Regions from separate parts of the Gasterosteus aculeatus genome. Here region 1 is linked to region 2. Evidence: chromatin contacts called from public Hi-C data. All regions are on one chromosome and are shown on one strand. Each heading gives the region's core, a stretch centred on a gene start, on an enhancer-like site or on the middle of the called end of the contact. The rest is flanking DNA. Distances are from core to core; before and after follow the strand shown. Region 1 holds the start of lsm3 (LSM3 homolog, U6 small nuclear RNA and mRNA degradation associated). Region 2 overlaps grip2b (glutamate receptor interacting protein 2b).

Evidence for each region. A called contact is a pair of places that touch in the nucleus more often than the background predicts.
Region 1: a Hi-C map of skeletal muscle shows a contact between it and region 2, with 9 times the contacts expected there. The contact joins the promoter of lsm3 here to the enhancer-like site in region 2. A contact is called at or near these places in 6 of 6 Hi-C or Micro-C datasets (blood and trunk muscle, liver, skeletal muscle and 2 more).

What each region holds. Positions count from the first base shown.
Region 1 is chr17:1,556,567-1,563,311 of fGasAcu3.hap1.1, forward strand. It overlaps lsm3 (LSM3 homolog, U6 small nuclear RNA and mRNA degradation associated), which reads right to left and starts at 5,120. Exons shown (of 5, transcript XM_040204328.2): 1 at 4,912-5,120; 2 at 4,590-4,687; 3 at 3,753-3,863; 4 at 3,579-3,674; 5 at 2,784-3,463. The coding sequence starts at 4,610. The coding sequence ends at 3,383. It overlaps LOC120835419 (a long non-coding RNA gene), which reads left to right and starts at 4,685. Exons shown (of 3, transcript XR_013453280.1): 1 at 4,685-4,788; 2 at 5,229-5,280; 3 at 6,169-6,745.
Region 2 is chr17:1,499,343-1,506,329 of fGasAcu3.hap1.1, forward strand. grip2b (glutamate receptor interacting protein 2b) reads left to right here. Exons shown (of 25, transcript XM_078092696.1): 13 at 407-552; 14 at 1,158-1,238; 15 at 1,972-2,035; 16 at 2,108-2,253; 17 at 2,935-3,079; 18 at 4,203-4,354; 19 at 4,464-4,658; 20 at 4,749-4,905; 21 at 5,522-5,636; 22 at 6,448-6,643; 23 at 6,734-6,960. Among protein-coding and RNA genes, the nearest start is that of LOC120835766, 31 kb to the right of the region's middle. Within about 2 kb of position 2,894, at least 4 of the 9 cell types and tissues checked have open chromatin away from gene starts, as enhancers often do.

The DNA.
Region 1 (6,745 bases), core at 3,870-6,369, 59 kb after region 2:
TGAACGGAAAAAGGACACGCGGCGTCCGTTTACTTTGCATCATCATTTCAATTTCTTCGCTTTGCATCAAAGGCTAATCGCAAACAAATAATGTGTCGGTTCAGCTGGATGGAATCGAAATCGCAATGGAGCGACTCCCACGAGGGTTACAGCGCACAACGGCATCGCGTTTCACCTCAAAGTGACACGAATCAACAAATGTTACAACGATCTGTTTCGTCTCGACTCAAATGTGCTCAGCATTAAAAACTGAATACAACAACTGCAAAGAGACACAAATCAACTGCAAAGCAACACAAAACAACTACAAAGAGACACAAATCAACTGCAAAGCAACACAAATCAACTACAGAGAGACAAAACAACTACAAAGAGACACAAATCAACTGCAAAGCAACACAAATCAACTACAGAGAGACAAATCAACTACAAAGAGACACAAATCAACTGCAAAGCAACACAAAACAACTACAGAGAGACAAAACAACTACAAAGAGACACAAATCAACTGCAAAGCAACACAAAACAACTACAGAGAGACACAAATCAACTGCAAAGCAACACAAAACAACTACAGAGAGACAAATCAACTACAAAGAGACACAAATCAACTGCAAAGCAACACAAAACAACTACAGAGAGACAAATCAACTACAAAGAGACACAAATCAACTGCAAAGCAACACAAAACAACTACAGAGAGACAACACAACTACAAAGAGTCACAAATCAACTACAAAGAGACACAAATCAACTACAGACTTTAAAAGATGCAAAAACGTAAACATAGATACACAACAAGACAAGAAAAAGGGGCAAATATAGTTTCGTTATGTTTATTGTAGCCAAAAATGACTAATAATAATAATAATTAAATAACTACTAAATAATACATTTGCGTGTTAAGACTTGAGTTCAGTTGTATGAAGTCAGACAGGGGGGGGGTGGATTTATTCATGAGAACAAGTGTGTGTGTGTGTGTGTGTGTGTGTGTGTGTGTGTGTGTGTGTGTGTGTCAAAAAGAGCTCATTTTAAAACGCCATCAAGACGTTTTCGCTGATTCAAAGTGTTGGAATCGTTGACACAAACCACCGTTTGAACAAAGCGGCCCGGCAGCTGCTCTCAAGGACGCCAGTGGGACGCTTGTGGGACGCCGGTGGGACGCCAGGGGGACGCCGGTGGGACGCCTCGCACAATCTGCACGTCCATGAGATTAAAAGTAACTATTTAAGAATTCCAAGCGAGATTTCTGTGTGTGCAGAACGTCGGCAGAAGCTGAAGAGCTTCAGCTGCTCGGGGAGGAAGAAAGGGCAGCGGAGGCTGCTGGTATTTATGACGGCTCGACGAGAGGTGTGTCTATGTGTGTGTCTCTGTGTGTGTGTCTGTGTGTCTGCAATTCTATTAATTCAAGGACGTCCTGCTTCAAGGTTCCACGAGCTTCGATCTGATTATTTTTGTGGGTCACATGCCTGTCCAGTTACCCACTACACACACACACACACACACACACACCATTGGTCTCAATGTGTGTGTGTGTGTGTGTGTGCGTTGGGGTGCTATGTGTCACGTCTGCAGTTATTCCTGTCACAATGCTTCGCCATGAGTATATTTCCACTTCTTCTCTGTGACTCCACTTGTACCAACAGGTCGTCGGAGGTCACGCAAATAAACAACGCTGCTGGGAAACGTTTTCCACCTGCAGCTCCGGTTCTGAGCTCCTGGTTTTGGTGGGTTTGTGTTCATGTTTGAAAGCCACTTTATTCAGTCAAATATCTGTAATAAACCGTTAAAAGGTTCAAACGTACAACGTGGGGATTGTGCTCTAAATAAAGTCCATCCAACAGAATAATAAAGCACAATAATCCCTGCAGCCACTGAAGAAATGAAAATGACAAAACAAACATCCAGAGACTAAAGTCTCTTGGAGAGGAGGAGAAGTGTCCATCTTGGATGACTTGATGTTTGAGGACCCTTCAGAGGCGGAACATCACGTCCCAGCAAGGAAAACCACCAAGTGCTGCAGGTCACTGTGCACCTGTGGCGCCATCTAGAGGCCAGAACGCACCAATACAAGACTTCATGGCGCGTACTCAAGTACTTTCCCCTTTTCTGTAATCAGTTAAAGATGAAGTTATTTGTTGCGTCGCAGACGGTCCAAAGGGAAAACACATGATCGGTTTACATAATTCGGCATATTGTGATATTCTTTGCTGGATTTACGTTAGTTTGCAACTCTCCTTTTACATTTGCCGAAATGATGACAGTAATCAATGGAGCAAAAGTGCATACAAGTAAAAACAAAGAGCATTTTGTTAGACCGTAGTAAATGTAAGTGGTCTCAACTGCTCATAACCTTCTTCTTGTGATTGTGTAAGTGTGCGTGTTTGTGCTCTTCTCAATACGACCCAACGTGGTGAGAGACGTTCATCCAAGTAACAAACGGCTTGTGTGTATTTGTGGTTTGAGGCGTCGTGGCAGGTTTTGAACTAAACTGAGATCATAAAGTACTTCATTCTAAACTTAACCATTTATTTTATCAAGAAATGCGTCAAGTATTTACTGGAAAATAATTTGGTCCACACTAAAGTGAGAAAATTGAGTAACATTAAATAAATCTCAGAGCCCGAATTGTCCTCTTCAGAAGAGATAAAACCATAAACTGCTCATTTAAAAGCCGTAAACGTAAAACAGTTCAGCATTTATGCTTTTAAAGGATCGTCCTCTGATTTGTCTCTAATCATCATCCATTAGTGATAAAGAACTAACTCACACTTCAAAGACACTTTTCTTTTCAAACAACCTTTTTTATTCAAGTTACCAAAACCAAATGTTGAAAATGTTCACATGACGCACTCTCCAGTCCCACAAGACACTACAAAAATATAATATATAAAAAGAAAGTAAAAGCGTCCCGGAGGAACTCAAACGTCTCAAGTTCTCACAGATCGAGAGTTCGGAGAATCTACAAACGAATAAAAAAAAAAAAAAAGGTTTCACTTGAGAATTAAAAATAAAACTGCTCTTAATACTCGACACATCTGGGCCCAAAGAGAGTTCACAAACACATCTGGAGCGATTTCTTCAGAATAAAGCTCGATCACGGGGGGTTTATGAAGGGCTCTACTGGGCACAACCAGCGAGGGTACTGAGACGGACCTCAGATGGGCAAATCACCCATCGACAACATCGGGCCCAAATAAAAACTGAAATAAGGCTTCTCGTTGCCCGTTTCTTCCTTTCTTTGAGTGAAGACATGTTTGAAATCCTTGTGAATGATGACAGAGGAGGAACCTGATGGAGGCTGGAGCGTACCCCCCCTCCTCCCCTCCCCCCAAGGGTAGAAACATCCCAGCTGCCCCTCGCACCGGGAAGTGGTTGAGGATTAGCCCACCCTGAGGGGCGGAGCTACGAGGACGACGCCGTCCCCCCGGACGAACAGCATGGGGATGTTTCTCTTGGTGGACTGCAGAGGGGACAATTCAAATATTTAGGTTAATAGTTGTTTATACCGAACGTATCAAGACTTTGGTCCCAGCAGCTGCAACGGAACCTCAGAGACGAAGGAACCCGTGTCCTACCTTGTACAGTTCCTCGTAGGTCTCCTCGTCGATCTCCACCGTGGTCACCGTCTCCTCCACGTCGCCCAGGATCATGTTGAGGTGCTGATCGTAAGCCTGGGGAGGGAAAACCACGGACATCAACTGGGAAGTTCAGTTTCACCCGTAACAGTAATTACTGCGTGTGCGTCTTACATGCAGGCGCCCGCGGAGCTCCCGGTCGTTCCTCATCTTGACGTAGATCCTCTCGTCCAGACTGAGTCGGATCAGATCCAGCGGCTCCTCCACCGTGTTGGTAGTCGGTTGCTGCCAGCGAGAGGACGTCAGTTAGACACACGTGACTTATAGATTCATGTCCTGTTCATCGGTTTCTTGGAATCAAAAGAAAATGACTGCAAAAATCTGAGAACGCGTATAGCAGGTGTGTCTGCGCATGCGCACAGAAAGCGGATACCTTCGGGTTTGTCCGTCAAATGTCTTCTAATAAAGTAAAACATGTGTGACTGATTTAACACCTGTAGTGCCATATTCATCCAACACATGCTATGAAACCACAATGTAGAGAAAGTAAAGCAGAACCAAATTAACGTCAAAGCGTGAATGAAAAGATGGAACCGTGGAGACGTATTTTCATTTCATAGGTGAGCATTAAACGACAATTAACGTCACATTTGAATATTTTCACTAAAACAATTGAAACGGGTCAAACTCTTTCCAGTTGTTACCGCGCAAATTAAACAATACATGTATATGAATGCTGAGTAGCTCGGTGCTACGTGACGTTTAACTGAACAGCGCCGCCAATAACACACGTTGGGTCATTTTGACGGTTAGCATTGATGCTAGCCCGGGCTAACGCAGCTAGCCCCTGCAGGCCGCGGCGCGCGGTTTACGGGGTAAAACCTAACAAAAGGGGCACGATGATCCCACTGGAAACCGGCTCACGGGTCGAACGCCCCCCGGCCTCCTCCCAGGGTCGCTGAACACACGCCGGGCGAGAAATTAACCGCAGTTTGACGCGGCGGTTCCAACCTGCTCTACTTCGTCCGCCATCGCTCCTGTGTCTGCGTCGTGTCGTCACGCCGGGTGCGGAGGTTGCCAGGTCCGTGAGAAACACGGAGAAACGCGCGCTTTCAGAGGGAAGCGCGGGGCCGCATGCATGTGACGAGTGGTCGTGAGTTAATAAAGCAGGAAGGATTAGCTAAATGTACTCAAGATATGAAAAATGAAGGTAAACATACGTCTTATTTACACTTGAACAAAATACCAAAACGATGTGGTCATAAACAGCTCTGGATGCCATTAAACCTGTAACGAGTTACATAACGATGTAATAGTTCCTCCATTCTGTTACCTTATGTACGTAAACAGTGATTCATCAGCCCTTTGCCTACTGCGCATGCGTGCTAAATGCGTCACTCGCCGTAGGCGGATAAACTGTAAACCTGGCAACCCCTGAGGGATGCTACGCAGTACCACCCGTTACTCTCCTCCCTCTTTTTCTATCCCGTCTTTATCCCTCTCCCTCTCTCTCTCTCTCTCTCTCTCTCTCTCTCTCGCTGTATCTCTCTCTCTCTCTCTCTCTCTCTCCCTCTCTCTCGCTGTATGTCTCTCTCTCTCTCGCTGTATGTCTCTCTCTCTCTCTCTCTCTCTCCCTCTCTCTCTTTCCAGACCTTTCCATCCTCCATGACTGCAGCGACACAACTAGTCGGACTGCGCAGCGGTAAGTGACGCATTTAACCCCAAACGTCATCATTTGTGGCGACTTTCGCCTCATTTCTAAATGATGAACCTCATCCGTGAAGACGCTTGAGTTATTTGTGCGGAGCGTCGTCCTAAATGACGGAATCAAGGCCGTTTATGCAGAATGACGACATTCGGAAGGAGCAACGCCAATGTAACGGCGTCATCTGGTGGCTCATACGAGGTATAAATGCTCGGCTCCAGCCATGACGTCATCTGTGCTACGCTACTAACAATAATGTTTTATTTAAATGTGATTTCTGCTACATTTTGTTTACGTAGAAACACACATTTTTCCTTTTTGAGTCCACGTCATTTACTGCAAAAAAAATGATCCTCAACTGCTTCATATTTTGAGAGCACATCCTTATTAGTACTTATTTGTAATCACCCTGTGATGATAACTCTTAGCATTCAAGACCATTACAATCAACTCATTGACAAACATGTAATTATCCGTAGTTCAAAAACTACTTCTATTTTGTGTTTGCATCGTTTACTTTTAAACTAATGTGCAGCTGTAGCACTGTGTGTAGACTTGTTGTTATTTTCACGTGTGTCCTGTAAAGAGCCCCGTGCCTCCTCTCCCAGTTCAGCCCAGTGCTCCATACTGGGTGCTGGTGCAGGTGGAGGAGGCAGAGCAGAGCAGTGGAGAAACCCATTCCACCCTCAGCTGCAGCGTAGCTCCGCGGTGGAAGAGATCCCTGCGACAGTCGCTTCACGTCTTTAATGTGCACGCATTCTAAAAGTGATTTTTTTTTAAAAAAGTTTGTCCATTACCTCTCCCCCCCCCCCCCGCCCCCTCCTCTCCCTGCTCCGTCCTCACGTTCTGCTGGAACCGATGTGGCCCCCCCCCGCCGGACACAAGATGGCGCCCGGCAGCACGAAGATGAAGAAGTCGAGCACTAGTGCGCCGAGTGCAATAAGAATTGTTCATATCTCTGGTGACTTTGCGGCAGGTCGTGCAGTGTGAAGTGTAACAATGTGTGATGTGTAGTTGTGCGACTTCTTGGTGCGTCTCACACATTTCCTGCAGAGCTTGTGTGTGTCTTCTTTCTGCTGTTACAGTCACACTGATATCAAAGAGGAAGGAGATGCATCAGCTTTAAACTGCTCATGTTTCTTTACTGACGTGTTTCTTTAAATATTTCTCACTGCATGTATCTAAAAAACCTTCTTTGATCAAATGGTACATTTTCTAGATTGTTTCTCGATGAGCGTCGCCTCATTTGTGTCAGTGAAATCTATTTTAAAGGCGAGAGCAGAGGGATTGCATTACTCCTCTATATCTTAACTTATCATATTGCATATTGTTGATTCCTCATTGAATTAGTGTTTGAAATATTAAATCTGGCACCTCGGTCGAACGAATGTTTGAATTTGATTTGAACTGTGCTCAATGACTAAATGAAGGCATGAATCTCAGTGTTGTTGAATGACAACCA
Region 2 (6,987 bases), core at 1,644-4,143:
CGGTTTCTAGATGGTGGATGTTTCGGTGAATCTTTAAAATCAGCAGCATTTAAATCTGCAATCGCTGATAGAATGCGGTGACACAACAGGGGGTCTGAGGTCTCTTCTGCTTTCTTCTGTTTAACAAAATCACAGACATTCTCACTGTGAGGATTAGTACGCCGCCGCGTTTCCCTTCTGCTTTCCCCTTTAGTGAGCGTTTCATCACATTCAAACAGTCACGGATGATAAACATGTTTTATTTCTGAATGTTTTTCTCGATGATCCCTTATTGGCCCACCAGTGGCCTCCTGGATATGTGGATATCATGGCTGCCTAAACCGCTGCGTATCGACCCGGCCGTCGAATGCTTCCTCGCCTCCTCATCGCCGCGGTAACCCCCCCCCCCCCCCCCCCCCCGTTGCAGGTGCGGCCTGCTGCAGGTCGGAGACCGCCTCCTGTCAATCAACGGGATCCCCACGGAAGACGGAACCCTGGAGGAGGCCAATCAGCTGCTGCGGGACGCGGCGCTGACCAACAAGGTCTCGCTGGACGTAGAGTTCGACGTTGCAGGTCCGTGAAGTCGGTGGAAATAGGCCGAAGCTGTCGGCAAAAGCTCATTGACGCGTCGACGCAGTGTGTCTCCCGTTGTCCACGATGCCCGTCAAAGCTCCTCCTTGGTGTTTAACGCCATTTAAAGCCAGTGTTCAGCCCGCTGAGCGTGGCGAGTCCTTCTGACCGCTAAAGATAAAAACACACACACGCTTGTTTAATTGTGACTCTAAAGCCCGTTGAGTCCTCACGTGACAGGAAGCAGAAGCTGAAATATAAACACGGAGCTTCGTTGCAACGTCTATACATGCAAACCTCTTATCAGTACCTGTTGCTCCTCGTGATCTCCTCTTCATCGCAGCTCGCCGGTTACTCGTCCGCCTTTTCCTTTGTTGCCTTTCATGATGTTGCATCACTTAATGAGTCAGAAGTCATTATCTCTAAACAGAGGTAGAGTTCCTCAGCCTGCCGTTGAACCGCGATGCCGGCGAATCCCCAGCGAGACCGTTACTCTGAAAATAACGTGTTAAACGTCGTCTACTTGCTGGCGCTCTGAGGCACAGCAACGTCTGTGGAACGAAAGAGGAGAGGACGTGTTCGTATTGTCGCGTGTGTTTGTGTCTCAGAGTCGGTGGTGCCGAGCAGCGGGACGTTCCACGTCAAACTGCCCAAGAAAAGAGGGGTGGAGCTGGGGCTCACCATCAGTGGTAAGAACACGCACGCCACATGGTTCGCCGTAGCTGTCAATCACCTCAACGATGTCGAGGCAGGAAGTCACCGGCAACGTAAGCCCGCCTCTTCCTTGCCGTGATCGGCCTCCGGTCGGGCGAGCGTGACATTGGCGAGTGACAGCTGATTTGAATATTTGGATAGAAGACGTTGAAGTACATCAATAAGTATTACAGAGAGAACTGTGTAGAAGTACTCCACTGTACGTCAAAGTAAAAGTATTAGAATTCAAATAAAGTCGATGCACTAAGAGTGAACGTAGTTGTGTAACAATGTGAAGGCTTCATTACTTTATCTGTAATAATACATCATAAAGTGATATTTGGTGGCATCAAGCTGCATTTATGAGCCAAATCAAAAAGAGGTTTATATTTTGACTTCACGATGCTGCTGTGTGAATAACTGAGGCAGAGGATGGTGCGATGGAGCCACCTTCTGAGTATAAGAGTTCACTGCTGACCGGGAGAGGACCCGCACACCTTAATAACACACTATAGTATGTATATTTATATACAGCTGTAATGATCCGAGAGAAAGATCAACGTATCATCACGTATTAAACTGCATCCTACAGGGTGGAGGAGGAGGAGGAGGATCTTCTGTTATGATATTGTCATTGTAACTATTATCATATTCGTTAACAATAATGTGGCTTGTGTATATTTGAAATCAACGCTCTGTGTCACCGTGTGATGTCGTCCTCGTCCGCAGCCAGTAAGAAGCAAGGAGAGGCGCTCATCATTTCTGACATCAAGAAGGGCAGCATGGCCCACAGGTACCTCAGTCCACCGATTGCTGATCAGCACCGCCGCTCTGCGAGTGCTAACACGGTTCCACCCTCCTGCAGAACAGGGACGCTGGAGCCCGGCGACAAGCTGCTGGCCATCGACAACGTGCGGCTGGAGAACTGCTCCAGGGAGGACGCCGAGCAGATCCTGCAGCAGTGCGAGGAGCTGGTGAAGCTGAAGATACGCAAAGACGAAGACAACTCGGGTAAACGGGGCGGGGGGGTGATTCCACGAGGGAAACTCGTCTCCAGATGCTTTGTTGTTTCTTATATGTGGTTAAACACATGTTGGCCTGGCTCAGCAGCAGCTTTGAGGAGATGCAGTAGCAGCTGTTGGCCACGGGGGGCCGCTGTCGCCCTCTGCTGGACTCCTGAGGCGGCTCCTGCGTGGTCAATCAGAGACGTGCGCCTAAACGCAATCTATTAAAGGCCCCGAGACCCGTAGCGTTAAGGAAGAGGAAGGAATGGACTGAGATGATAAATGCTGGTTGGGTTTTACATTTTGTACCAGTCGAGGACCCGTTTCACTTCTTGGAAACGACAGGTGGATTCAATCAACACGTGTGTGTGTGGCGCCGTGTAAAGAAACACAATGACACGAGGTCGTGTAATCCCGACTATGACTCGGATGATATGACCCGTGCACACGGACTCACGCGGGGTGTAAATATGTTACATTATGTGTTCATGCTCCACGGTGACAAGGCGTTCTTTTCCCCCAGTTGCCATGGAAACAGTGTCTTCTTTGCCTTTGTTGTCTCTGGAAGGAGTTTTGACCCACTTCTGCGTAGAAGCATTTTGCATGATCTTATAACGTGATGCGGTATCACACGGTGGACTGAATAGGTCTTAACGTGTGTGTGTGTGTGTGTGTGTGTGTGCATCAGATGAGCAGGAGACGTCGGGCAGCATCATCTACACGGTGGAGCTGAAGCGCTACGGAGGCCCTCTGGGTATCACCATCTCCGGCACCGAGGAGCCCTTCGACCCCATCACGATATCGGGCCTGACCAAGAGGGGCCTGGCTGAGAGGTGCACGCACACGCACACGCACGCACACGCACGCACACGCACACGCACGCACACGCACGCTACTTCTGGGCCGTTATCCATTTACGAGATATGGAATTAAACCATAACTTCTTGTCTTCATCCTCATTGTGAAACCACAACAACAGCAACGCTGAGGAGAATTCCTTTATCTGAGTTAAATAGATCGAAGGACACGATGTTCCTCCTACCGGGTCGGCGATGAGGAACATTGTGTCCCGTCACTCAAGCGTTGTTCTACTGCGTGACTCTGATAAGGCACTTAAAAAGCATCAAAACACACGAGCTAATCTCAGCTGGTCTGTGTTTCCATGGCCTTTTATATTTAGATCGGTGAACACGCCATTCCTCAGAGCTCTGGAATCCTGTCCTGGGAGGGGGAGGTTTGCGTTGGCGGCGGTCCCACGTTCGCACCCTCTCATGTGTCCCAGTCGCATGGAGGACATTTCTTCTTCTGTCTCTGAGGCTTTTCTGTCTCTGGTGCCAGATATATACAGATATATGTATATATATATATATATATATATATATATTAGAGTATATATAAAGTCTGCTCTACTTGGATTGTGTTACGTTGTGTTACGATCCCATCCAGAAGCCACAGGAAGTAAGATGAGGATGAAGACGACCCGACAGATGTGAAACAATAAGAGATAAGGACTGGTAACCACAGTAACCAGAGCGAAGGGGCCGTGACATAAGAGTCATGAGCATCCGCTCGGCCCCCCGACACGCTTCCACACAACGCACGCAGTGACCTCCACCTCCCGCTCCACTTCCTGTTGGCTGACAGCCCGTAAATGACCGGAACGAACACGATCGCAGCGACTGCTTCTTCCTGCGATCTCTGAGGTGCACGTGGTGCACGGGGAGACAACACGGCTCCATCAGAGCAGGCTGATCCCCCCCCCCGTCCCCCCGTCCCCCCGTCCCCCCCCCCACACAACCTGAGTCTGTATAAGCAGAAGGAAAAGGACAGATTCATCTGGACTGACAGCACGTTATTGGGTGGATGGCGATGTACTTTTGATCTCCTGCTTGCTGGCGATGTATTAGACTCACCGTGTGTGTGTGTGTGTGTGTGCGTGTGCGTGTGCGTGTCCAGGACAGGGGCTATCCACGTAGGGGATCGGATCCTGGCCATCAACAGCGTGAGTCTGAAGGGCAAACCGCTGAGCGAAGCCATCCACCTGCTGCAGATGGCCGGGGAGACGGTCACCCTGAAGATTAAGAAGCAGCTCGACAGCCTGAGTGACGGTAACGACACCACGACACAACACACGCACACACACACACACACACACACACACACCTTGGCCTCAGGTGTAAAAGGTGTCAAAACAAAACGTCTCCTTCAAACTCCCAGACGCAGAGGAGAGGAAAGCGGCCGAGGGCGAGGACGCCACGGAGAACGAGCTGAGTGACCCCGAGGAGGACGACCTGACGGACAGCCAGCAGACCAGCAAGCTGTCGGAGCTCTACTCCACCACCGTCCCCAGCGTGGACTCGGCCATGGAGTCCTGGGACGGCTCGGGCCTGGACGCCGGCTACGGCAGCCAGGGTAACGCCCCTAAACGCTCCGCCGGCGGCTCGGCAAAGTGGGCCGACGATAGCGTAACAAAGACCCCCCCCCCCCTCCCCCCCCCCGCAGGTATGTACAACCAGCAGGCCGCAGGCGTCGCCCTCCACCCCCACGAGTGGCGCAGTGCCAAGCAGCAGCGCGGCACCACGACCCCACCTGGGCGCCGGAAGAACTACCCCTTCAGTGACGGAGGCTTCAGCGAGGACGACTGGGACAAACCAGCTGGGTGCGTCTCGTCTTCTCGTCTTCTCACCGCCGTCACGTCGTCTCCTTGTACCAGCCGAGTGAACCGCCATGTTTTCACCCGGCAGAACTTTGAGTAACGTTGTTTCTCGCACGCTTAAAGTTCGATTACTTTCCATCCCAGAAACCTGCTTCAGTCTTAAAAGCAGGACGTTGAATTGGATCCGAGAGGTCGCTGGTGATCCAGGTCTCTGGGAGACGTCGCAGTGGGGTTTGAGTCATGGAGCCCGCGAGGCTGACTAAGCAGAATCAGTGTGTGTGTGTGTGTGTGTGTGTGTGTGTGTGTGTGTGTGCGTGAGTCAGCTAAGCCTTGGGAGGATAGTGGCGTTCGCTGCGATCACGTAACACTAGCGGAGGCGGAGAGACGGAGGATGAGGCGAAAAAAAAAAAATCCGCTGTGCAGTGAAACTGAATTAATCTCGTCAGTCAAGGACATTGAGCGTTAAAAGATTACCCGTGTTGGATTAAACCCGTGTTCCCCCCCGGCTCTGTTCATACTGCTACCCAGCTGACTGGAGCCCGGACGTGCAGAACATGCGTGTTTCCCCACACGTATGTTCACCTCGTCATTTCAGAGCAGCTTGCTGTCTTTGTGACAGATTTATTGGCCAACAAGTGGACGGCGTTCTGCTGGATCCAGATGACAGCTTCTGGTGTCAGGCGCTGGAGGACCTGGAGACCTGCGGCCAGTCGGAACTCCTTAGAGAGATCGAGGTCAGAACCCCCCCGTCCCCCCTCACGTGCCGCAACACAAAGCGACCTGTTGGTCACAGTTGTCATTCACAGAAACCTCCGAAGTCGAGTGAAGTTGATTCAAAGTGTCATAAAGCTGCATTCTCTGTAGTGACCAGCAGGGGGCGACTCCTCTGCTCCCATAGACGTCTATGAGGAAATGACTCTACTTCTCTGTAGTGACCAGCAGGGGGCGACTCCTCTGCTCCCATAGACGTCTATGAGGAAATGACTCTACTTCTCTGTAGTGACCAGCAGGGGGCGACTCCTCTGCTCCCATAGACGTCTATGAGGAAATGACTCTACTTCTCTGTAGTGACCAGCAGGGGGCGACTCCTCTGCTCCCATAGACGTATATGAGGAAATGACTACTTCTCTGTAGTGACCAGCAGGGGGCGACTCCTCTGCTCCCATAGACGTCTATGAGGAAATGACTCTACTTCTCTGTAGTGACCAGCAGGGGGCGACTCCTCTGCTCCCATAGACGTCTATGAGGAAATGACTCTACTTCTCTGTAGTGACCAGCAGGGGGCGACTCCTCTGCTCCCATAGACGTCTATGAGGAAATGACTCTACTTCTCTCTGGATTTATTCCCCCCAGTAAACATTGTAAACATGAGTTTATGGTCTCAAGTCTTCTTCAACACAGCAGTCTGCAACACGATACTCTTTCATTTACCTTTTGATATATGGCAGCTAAAATGATTAACACTAACACTAATCATCCAATTGATTGATTGTGTGTGTGTGTGTGTGTGTGTGTGTGTGTGTGTGTGTGTGTGTGTGTGTGCAGGCCTCCATCATGACAGGAACAGCCATCAGTCTGGGTGTAGACGGAGTCAACAAGCCTCCTGCTGAGCCCCCGCTGGGCCACAGCAGGATGAGCCCCCTGCGGAGGAACTCTCTCCTCCACCAGGGAAGCCTGCTCCACCCGGCCACTCACCTCCACCAGGGCCCCCACCTGCACGAGGAGGCCCACCTGCACCAAGGTAAGCTGAGGAGGTTCATAAAGGGCCAATAGCAAAAAGGGAAACTGTTTATATTCATTATTTGAAAGCTAACCGTGTCGTTCCGCCCAGATCTCCACCTGCTCCAGGAGGCCCACTTCAACCATGAGGCCCAGCTGCTCCACGAGGCCCACCTGCACCACGCGGCCCACCTGCACCAGGACAACCAATCCCCCCTCCTGCACCACGAGCCCAAGCCCAAGGCCTCGCTGAGGGTGTCGGAGAGGACGTGGGAGTCCCGGCGGATCAAAGAGGAGATGCAGGGCATTCTGTCGCCGACGCCTCTGGAGCTGCACAAGGTGACGACCTCGTACAGATTATCATGT